Regions from separate parts of the Mus musculus genome. Here regions 2 and 3 are each linked to region 1. Evidence: chromatin contacts called from public promoter capture Hi-C data. All regions are on one chromosome and are shown on one strand. Each heading gives the region's core, a stretch centred on a gene start, on an enhancer-like site or on the middle of the called end of the contact. The rest is flanking DNA. Distances are from core to core; before and after follow the strand shown. Region 1 holds the start of Tmem25 (transmembrane protein 25). Region 2 holds the start of Cd3e (CD3 antigen, epsilon polypeptide). Region 3 holds the start of Cd3d (CD3 antigen, delta polypeptide).

The links. Promoter capture Hi-C pulls out the DNA fragments that hold promoters and counts their contacts. Capture Hi-C pulls out chosen DNA fragments and counts their contacts.
Region 2: a contact with region 1 is called in a promoter capture Hi-C map of embryonic stem cells, with 3 times the contacts expected there. The contact joins the promoter of Cd3e here to the promoter of Tmem25 in region 1. A contact is called at or near these places in 5 of 39 promoter capture datasets (embryonic stem cells, liver and stem cell-derived epiblast-like cells) and 3 of 9 other capture datasets (adipose tissue, embryonic stem cells and liver).
Region 3: a contact with region 1 is called in a promoter capture Hi-C map of pancreatic islet. The contact joins the promoter of Cd3d here to the promoter of Tmem25 in region 1. A contact is called at or near these places in 3 of 39 promoter capture datasets (cranial neural crest, embryonic stem cells and neural stem cells), 1 of 484 Hi-C or Micro-C datasets (bone marrow-derived macrophages), 4 of 115 datasets of contacts at active chromatin or transcription factors (the SCID.adh cell line, bone marrow-derived macrophages, effector CD8 T cells and 1 more) and 4 of 9 other capture datasets (adipose tissue, liver, macrophages and 1 more).

What each region holds. Positions count from the first base shown.
Region 1 is chr9:44,797,579-44,800,695 of GRCm38.p6, reverse strand. Tmem25 (transmembrane protein 25) reads left to right here and starts at 1,449. Exons shown (of 8, transcript NM_001357385.1): 1 at 1,449-2,032; 2 at 2,264-2,575. The coding sequence starts at 1,963. It overlaps Ttc36 (tetratricopeptide repeat domain 36), which reads left to right. Exons shown (of 3, transcript NM_138951.1): 3 at 963-1,296. The coding sequence ends at 1,225.
Region 2 is chr9:45,008,163-45,011,279 of GRCm38.p6, reverse strand. It overlaps Cd3e (CD3 antigen, epsilon polypeptide), which reads left to right and starts at 1,669. Exons shown (of 8, transcript NM_007648.5): 1 at 1,669-1,714; 2 at 1,831-1,932. The coding sequence starts at 1,884.
Region 3 is chr9:44,980,274-44,983,390 of GRCm38.p6, reverse strand. It overlaps Cd3d (CD3 antigen, delta polypeptide), which reads right to left and starts at 1,605. Exons shown (of 5, transcript NM_013487.3): 1 at 1,451-1,605. The coding sequence starts at 1,505. It overlaps Cd3g (CD3 antigen, gamma polypeptide), which reads left to right and starts at 2,960. Exons shown (of 7, transcript NM_009850.2): 1 at 2,960-3,117. The coding sequence starts at 3,071.

The DNA.
Region 1 (3,117 bases), core at 200-2,699:
TGTTCCTAGAACCTAAACTGGAGAATTTGGACCTCATCCTAATGACAGGAGGCTTGTCTGCCATAGGTTGTTGTTGACAACCTACAGATGGAAAGCCTGGAGATGCAGAGGTAACTCCACTTGTAGAGGCTTGGATTCCTGCAGACTAGCTGTGAAGAGGGAAACTGAGCTGGTCCCAGAGCTGCTCAGTCTGCAGTCCCAACCTGGACCTCTGAGGGAAACTCAGCCTTTCTCCACGATGGTGCTGAGCAATGCAAGGGCCCTGGCAGCCTCTTTAGGAAACTGGAGACTATGAATAGAGGCAGGGTCCAAAGAAAGCAGCCCGTGGACCTAACAGAAACCCTAAGCTGGCTGCCTGAGGTTCCGGGATGAGTTCTGAAACTCAATCCAAGTACGTTCCTCTGAGAATCACGAAAATAAAACAGTGCAGCCAGCTCTGGCTCCACGACCTTCTTCCAATGAAATAAGATACAGAGTAATGAAGACCGTGGAGATAATGAAGGAGAAAAATGGGGAACGTGCCGCTTTCGTAGTCTGCATTGGAAAAGAGGAAACAGTTCTGTTAGCTAATGAGATTTCTTGAACTCTAGGGTTCAAAGTGGGCCACCAAACACACAGTAGGTGCTAGGCTCCACTTGTGTGAACTACGACTATTTGATAATTGATGGATTCACTAACACAGTGGCCAGATCCTCTAGAAAACATTCACGTTTGGGTGCATTAATGTTAGGACATACCAGGAACAAGGCCAAGGAGAGCCTTGGACTTTGATCTCAGCTCTGCCCGTGGGCGGCCCACAAGCCAATTGTAGCAACCCTTCATCTCGGGTTAGAAATAATCCCTCGTGGTTCAAAAGTCTGCTGCACGAAGGAGGGGATGGGCTGCTCTGCTCGGCAGGTGGGCGGGGGCTCGGTTGCCCACACCCGGCTGACCTGCGCCGCCCTCTCCCTGTCCGCCCGCAGGCGCCCTGGAGGACTTGGAGCGCGCGGTGACATTGAGCGGCGGCCGGGGTCGCGCCGCCCGCCAGAGCTTCGTGCAGAGCGGGCTACTGGCGAGATTTCAGGGCCGGGACGACGACGCCCGCAGGGACTTCGAGAAGGCTGCGCGACTGGGCAGCCCGTTCGCACGGCGCCAGCTAGTGCTGCTCAACCCGTACGCCGCGCTGTGCAACCGCATGCTGGCCGACATGATGGGGCAGCTGCGCGCGCCCAGCAACGGGCGCTGAGCGTGGCCGGCCGAATGATGGAGAGGGGGACCCTGACCCAACCAGGACCCAATAAAACTTCCGGGACTCTCGGACTGCGTCTGCTCTGTGTCCGCCTGCTTACTAACCAGCCTCACGGTGGAGGCCTTGGCGGGGGTAGGGAGGAGGCGGGACAGGGCGGGGCTGGAACGGCCACCTGCCCTTGCTCGGGCAGCGATTGGTCCTGCCTGGCGCGGGCCCCGCCCTTGCAGCGGACTGCGGTGCTCAGCCTTCTTGAGCAATTGCTGGGGCTCACTCTGGGAGGGAGCCAGGTGAGCTGACCCGAAAGCAGGATGCTCCAGCGACCCTCGGATCCGCGACGCTCTCTTGCTAGGCCCAAGTCCACCTGAGCAGCCGAGATTGGAAAAGCGGTGCATGGCGAGATATGGGAGGGAGAGCCAAGGCCAGCGAGGAGTGAACCGGGTCAAGAGAAGGACGATCGTTTGGGGGGGAAGGGGAAGGGCGCCTGTGCATGTCTGTCTGTCTGTCTGTCTGTCTGTGGTCATCTACTGTCAGTGCTGGCCTCTATGCCCGCACAGAGACGAAGTGTTGCCATAGGGTCTCTTCCTTTGGGTCTTGCTGATTGTGTCTATTTGTGCCGGTGTCTTGGCCACTGTGGGCCAGTCTACATCAGTGCATGGTAAATTATTGCAGGAATTGTTAGGCCTACATGGCTGGTACTCTTCTCTCAGCAGCCTGGAGGCCGGTCCCTGATCACCATGGAATTGCCTCTAAGCCAAGCTACCCTCCGGCACACACTGCTGCTCCTTCCTGCCCTCTTAAGTTCAGGTATACCCCAGTTCATCCTTTGGCCAAACCCTCCTTGCTTGCATCTCCTCTCACGATACCCACTCCAGTCTCCAGGGCTGGGTTCCCCTATCCCTACTTCCCTACCATAAGTCTATGCAGATCCTGGTCAGAGAAACCAGCTGCCCTGTCTCTTGGCCTGCTGCCTCTCTGTAACTGAACCTCACTGTGGTCTCTCCAAGTGCCTCCCAGCGGCTGCCTGCTGTGTTCCAGGTCAAGGGGAGCTGGCGCCGCAAATTGATGGTCAGACCTGGGCTGAGAGAGCGCTTAGGGAGAATGAGCACCATGCCTTCACCTGTCGGGTTGCAGGAGGTTCTGCCACTCCCCGATTAGCCTGGTACCTGGATGGACAGCTACAGGAGGCCACCACCTCCCGACTGCTGAGTGTGGGTGGGGACGCCTTCTCTGGAGGAACCAGCACTTTCACTGTTACTGCCCAGCGCTCCCAACATGAGCTTAACTGCTCCCTGCAGGACCCAGGGAGTGGCCGGCCAGCCAATGCCTCTGTCATCCTCAATGTGCAATGTAAGTATCCCTGAGACAGTCTTACTACATTGCCTAGGCTGGACTCAAACTTGCCAATCCCCTGCCTCGGCCTCTAGAGTGCTGAGATTACTCATACGCATGACACATTTAGCTTTAACAGGACATTCATAAACACGATATGAGAGAATTTCTATTTTCATCCCTATTTTACAAATGAGAAATTGAGGCACAAGTTAAGCAGCTGCCCAACATTTTGAGATTTAATTGCCCAACAATTAAGAAGTAGGTCCAGGATGCAAATTTAGACCTTTGTCTGGCTCTCTACTCTTTTTATTTTTATGCTTTGAGACTTTTTCCAGGGGTGACTTTGAGCTTCTGATCTTCTTGCTTCTGCCTCCCCAGTGCAGAGACCATAGGGTATGTGGTATGAGGACCGAACCCAGGACCTTTCTCATGATCGGCAAGCACTCTACCAACTGAGCTATATTCCCAGCCCAGGTTTTAAAATTTTAGACAGTCTTACTATTTATCCAAGAGCAGCCCCAAACTGGAAATCCCCCTGCCTCTGCTTCCACTGAGCC
Region 2 (3,117 bases), core at 420-2,919, 210 kb before region 1:
AAATCAAGGTGGATATGATCAAGATACATTACATACATGTATGGAATTGTCGGAGAATAAATAAATCTTTTTTGAAAAAAGGGGAGAGAGCGCCAGAGAGTGAGACAGCAAGGCAGAAAGCAAACCCCAACTCAAAAACAAGGCGGAAAGGGGACTCAGACTCCAAACTAAGGTAGAAAGGGGGATCGAGAAAGAGCGCTTAGTATCCATCTCTGGCCTCCACAAGCACCTCACACGTCTGCACACTCAAACTCCATACATACATGAAAAGATTTTGTAATTTCCATTAATTAATTTATTTACTCATTTTACATCCCAATCTCAGCCCCCCTCCTCCAAGCCCCCCCTCCAAGTCCCCGCCCCTCAGATAGCCGCTCCCCCCACCCCTCCTTCCCCTTCCCATCTGAGAAGAGGGAGGTCCCTCTGGGCACTGAGTCTGATACTATCCCTTATCTGGAGATGTGGGTGGGCAAAAAGAATGTAAGAGTAGAAACTAGGGAGAAGGGCTGTGAAGCACTGCCTTCTAGTAGCTGTGGCAGCCAGCAGTGGATCCACATGCAACTGGGCTTATCAACAGTCAATCATGCATTGGGGCGGGACTTCTGGGGCTCTAAGCCTTTCTACTGAACTATAGGTTATAGATGGATTCAGAAAGAAAGGCAGCCGTTTTCTTCAGTCCTGTACCCACTGAGGAGCTCTTCAGGCTCCTTCAGTAGTTAGTTCCAAATCCACTGTCACACAGCTAACTCTCGTTAAACCCAGTAGATATATCAAGAAGCGGAGCCAGAGAGATACCTCAACAGATAAAGTTGTTTGTGGTTAAAAACCTAAAGACCTGAATTGAAACCTGGGACTCACATGTTAGAGAGAATCCCTCAAGCTACCCTCGACTTCCACACATGCTGTGGCAAGTCTATGCCCACACATATACACATATAATAAATAGGTAAATAAATAACGTAAAACTTTTTTTTCGTAAAACTTTTTAATAAAAGACTTGTCGAGAAAGGGAGATTAATCATCAGAAAGTGTGTTACAATTGTATGAAATTATCAAAGAGCTAAGTCAATAAGCGTTTTTTACAAAGAAAAAGATTGTTGCTTATAACTCAGGAAGTACTTATGCTAGATTTTAAATAATAATGCTAAAAGCTACCCTAGTGGGTGCATGAGTAAAGCCCCTAGCATAGTGTCAGTACAAAGACAGGAGCTATGTGACTCTCTCATTGTCCAGCAACTGCCCAGCATGTGCAATCAAAGGCCAGGACGGCTACATGCTAAAAATCCTGTCTCAAAGAAAGAAAGAAAAGAAAAGCAAGCCCCTCGAAGATTATTAATGAGACGGCTCCACTCCATCCTGCTGCTCAGACCCAAGGGCACCATAACAGAAGGCAGATACTGAGTGCTTCAACGTCTTCCTGCCTCCGCTGGAGGGGTTATGCATAAGGAAGGCTCCCTCAGTGTGGAGGTGCTTTGCACAGGGCACAAGTAGGTGTTTTTCACAGCACTCTCGGGGGCTTGCTAGAGCCCCCCTTGTTCATCCTTATGGGAAGGCTGTGAGGCGCGGATTTCCTCAGTTAACCAAGGCGGAGGCTTCTGCCTCAAACATTTCCAAGTGACGTGGAGCAGGCGGGCCCTGAGTCCCCTCTACACTTCCTGTGTGGGGTTCAGACACCTGCCTCCCCTGTCTGCGTCTGGTGCCTTCTTCAGAAATGGTAAGTCTCTCCTTGTGAAGTGCCCCCCACTCTCCTTCATCCTACTATGGCAACCAATGATCCAGGGTCTTTGCATGCAGCCACTGTGTTGAAAACCTCATCTGTTTCTTTTTCAGAAGTAATGAGCTGGCTGCGTCCGCCATCTTGGTAGAGAGAGCATTCTGAGAGGATGCGGTGGAACACTTTCTGGGGCATCCTGTGCCTCAGCCTCCTAGCTGGTGAGTAGGGGAATGAAAGGGCGGTGCTTTCCCAGGCCATTGCAAGGTTCACAGTCTTGCCCAGTGCAGCTGGTGCCTCAGTGGCTAGAAGATTCAAGGAACTGTTGGCGATACCGTTAGGAAGTGGGGACAAGGGCTGGGGACTCAGGTGCGGGGAGACAGTTCAGGAGACATGCAAAGGAAATCAGTTGGGTTGATCTCATCAACTGAGAGAAGAGTTCTGTCTGTCGTGGAAAATAAGCCCATCTGACTGTAAACTTAGCAATGCTAAGAACTAACACAAGGAATGAGCAGAGATAGTGCCTCTCTTGGTTTGGGGGAGACGGGAGGGTTAGACTCAGGTTCATCCCAGCTTAGTATCTTTGAGACACTTTGTAATTTCCAGTCTTTTGGAAGTGGCCAAGAGATTCCTACTAGTTCATCCTTTTGGGGAAGTAAGGTAGGATAGAATTGGTAAATAATTGAGAGCACATAAACAACATGCATGCTCGTGCTCGTGCGCGCGCGCGCAAGCACACACACACACACACACACACACACACACACACACACACACACACGGCCCTTTGCTAAGTGCATGTGCCGCATGAAGAAACAAGGGTTAATCAGTTTGATTCTTGCTTCTTCCATGGAAGAAAAGTGGTACGGCTCCTGTCTTATGGATGAAGTTGTCATGCACGATTGACTAATCATTCATTGTTAAACAGCAATTCCGGCAGTTGATCTGGGAAGCCAGAGATGTCTGTCGACAGGGTCTGTGCTCAGGAGGGCTGCATGCACTTTGTGAGGCAAATGGCTCATGAGAGTTTTATGTCAAAGACCTAGAAAATTGCCACAGCCTGGCTCCCCTCTCAGAACCACAGCTGTGTGCCTCTACTTCCTGCTTCACTTTGGGTTTCTCAAACTTGACTGTGCACACACCTTCACAGGGGGTCCTGAGAGAGTTGGCTAGCTGCTTGTGAGACAGAGGTTCATGAGACAGTCTAAGTTGACTGGTCTTAAACACTGTGCCCTTCTGCCTTAGCCCTGTGAATGCTGGGATTCTAAGCTTGGGCTAGCAACTCCTTCAACATCCTGTATTTCTAACAAGCTTTGGGTTTATTTATATGGGACTGGTCCAAGGAACACACTTTGAGTCTCACGGGGCAGACTATGACTCCTGCAAGAAGCAGTCATTAATTGTAC
Region 3 (3,117 bases), core at 356-2,855, 180 kb before region 1:
CACCATCTATCTACTTTACAACAGCTGAATACACTGCTTGGGTGGGTCTTGAAGTTCTTGTCCCCAGAGTTGTTAAGAAACCTAAATGAGTTCACAGAATAGTATGGGCATCAAACAGAATTACAATGGATGGAACAAATGTTTAGAGTTGGGTATGCCAGATGCAGGAGCTCTTCACAGCAAACAAAGAAAGTAGTCGTATTTATGAGGCTCTTAGAGAATGTTCTAGAGAGGAATGAGGCCCTGCCCAAGGTCATACACAGTCCAGCCTTAAGCCTGACTTGTTGCTATTTTAAATAGCAGCATAGTAAAATACCCGTATCAGAAAAGAGCAGCTTGTAGACAACTTATACAGAGAACATTAATTGTGCTGAAATTCTCAAACCCTAGCTAGTTTCTGGGTTGAGCGGTTCCTGTCCCTCCTGTGCCCCTATAATTTTTACTGTCTTTGCCATGCTTGCTTAAGGAGAAAGGGCCACCAATATGTATCAAATCTGCTCCTGAGGCTCTAAGTACATCAAGTCTGGTGGGAGAGGTGAAAGGCTGTGGGCACAGTGAGCCTTCCCAGCCCAGAGGGCACTGCCATGCCTTATGTCTACAGCCAGCCTTCCCTGGAGTCTGTGTGTCTCTGAGCTTCATTACTTAGTTACTGATCTGAACAAAAGAGCACCCTCCAGAAAACTCCAAAATGGCTGCCCCTGCCTCTGAAGCAGGAACATATATGAGCATGCTGGAGAAGAGAGGTGTATGTAATTCTTCTCCTCTTAAAGTCCCGTCTTCTTTGGAGTTACGTCCAGTAGAAATCTCTGGTGGCCAGGACAGCTCTTAGAGTAACCATTTGACCCAGTTTTCCTGGGACGGCTGAGCTCTGAGATGTGAGCTTCGCAGTGTTATTTTGGAGTTTGTTTGGTTTGGGTTTTTTGCACTCCTTGAGTCCTACCCCCGTGTTATCTACCCAGCCTGCTTTTCTGTTTTAAAAGCAAACAAACTGAGAAAGAGTTGGCACTTAGGACTTACAGACTTTAATATAACATACCCTCTGCCTGTCCTTCCCATTCAGCTAAAGCTAACTTTTCTCTTAAAGATCGCTTCTAAATTCTGAGCCGAGCCGTGGCTCCGGGTGGTCACATGACCAAGAATCCTACTCCAAGAGGCCATTTGCCTTAGACGATGCAATGGGTATAACTTCATTACTAGTTTTAGGCCTAGGGACATACAATATGGAACCATTTCCTACAAATGTCTGGTCCAAGGAGTTTGGGGACACCATCACGACCAATGTGAGCCTTGACTAGAGCAGGTCAAAGCCGAATGCTTGTTTCCTATGCCCTAGCCTTGCCCTTTTATCTTCCCCAGCTTGGTAAACGAGATGCACTATCCAGTGGACTTCTCCCAGTGACAATGCCCCTCACGGGTCCATCCTCCACACAGCTGAAGAGGCCTCCCTTACCTTGGGGGAGAACAGCAATCAGTATCAGACTAGCCAGAATCCCGCTGTGTTCCATCTTCCAGAGGGAATCATGCAACAAATAGAGGCAAGCCACAGGATGATCAGCCAGGGTTAGCACTATCCTCCGCCAACAGACTCATGGGTATTCAGAAAAAGGAAGAGTGGGGGAGGAACTAGAAGAAATCTGCCTCTCTACCTTCTGCCTTTGATGGTGTAAGACTGTCAAAGCAACAGTGGGCTAGGTGTGGGGTAAAACACAAACAGGTGCAAACTGCTCTTTCTGAAGCAAAGATTTTGGGATGATTGATACAAAGCAGAGACTATGAGGAAAGTTTGTTCAGAATTCTAGGAAGTGTAAGGGAATTTAGAATAGCCTTTCCTGGTAACAAAAAACAAATAGCAATAGTCACTGGTAACAAACAAAGAAGATTTTGGGCTTCCTATGAACAATACAACTACATTTACTCACAAACAAGGAAGTGCCACCTCTTTAGATCCACTGAGAGAAACTATTACACAAGCCACATTAGCAGATCCTCTTGTTTCTGATCAGTCTCAGGACCCTTCACAGGACACTCTGGGACACCACATCAAGCTGCTTCTAGCCAGTGGGAAGATGGACTTGAGAAGCCCTCATCCAGACATCGGAATCCTAGGTCCAGCACATAGTACCCATGCATGGAGTGTCTCAGAGCTTGTCTCCCTCAGCATCACTCTAAGGATTGGGGGAGGAGTGTTTGCATCATGCCAGCCACATTAAGCCATCTCAGTATGAGAGTCTTCTTAACAATATAATCAATCCACTCATTTGTAGAATCGATCCTCCCCAGGAGACAATAGACTTTTCTACCATGTGCTGTGGGGATCTAACTTTCCACACTGCTATAATCAGAAGGTCATCTGTCTGGGGACAAAATTATCCTTTGTGCCTGGAATCACATAGGAATTCTGTGAATTTCTGTTATGCATTGACTGGCTAAAGGAGACAATAGCCTGAGACCCTGGAACTAGCCCAGGGTCATACACCAAGAAATAAGCTAGTTGTCCCGTTGGGATGTTCTCTTCTAGGTGGGTACCACTTAGATGTTCTCAAAAGAACAGTGTCAAAAATCTCTTAAGGAAGGTCTACTCTAAGATGCTTTTCCATTCAGAACTCCAGTCTCATACATGGAAAAGTTCTGCCTAAACCCATGAGTTCTGGGATCAAGTGACAAACAAGTCCAGACCTAGCCAGAAGAACAGGCAGGAACATTCATCACTGTCATCGAGAAAAAGGCTCAGTGGAGTCTTCAACCTATTGCGCATAGAGGTTCTAGTGGTAAAGGGGTTTCCAAGTGGGAATCTAGAACCTCATCCCCTGCCACCTGCTATCCTGCAAGCCTTAACAACAACAAAAGAGAAAACGAGATAAGTCAGAGCATCAACACCCCTGCTGGGGCCCCTGCTGCCCACACTCTACAGGAGAGGGCGGAGACACCTGGTATTGCCTCTACTCAGAGTCCCAGCTCAATGCATGCTGGGTGGAGCCAGGCCAGCTGCTGCACAGGCTGTCTGGGTGGCTGGGTGGCTGGGTGGCTAAGGGACTCTCAATACTTCTACTGGAGAAGCAAAGAGACTGACATGGAGCAGAGGAAGGGTCTGGCTGGCCTCTTCCTGGTGATCTCTCT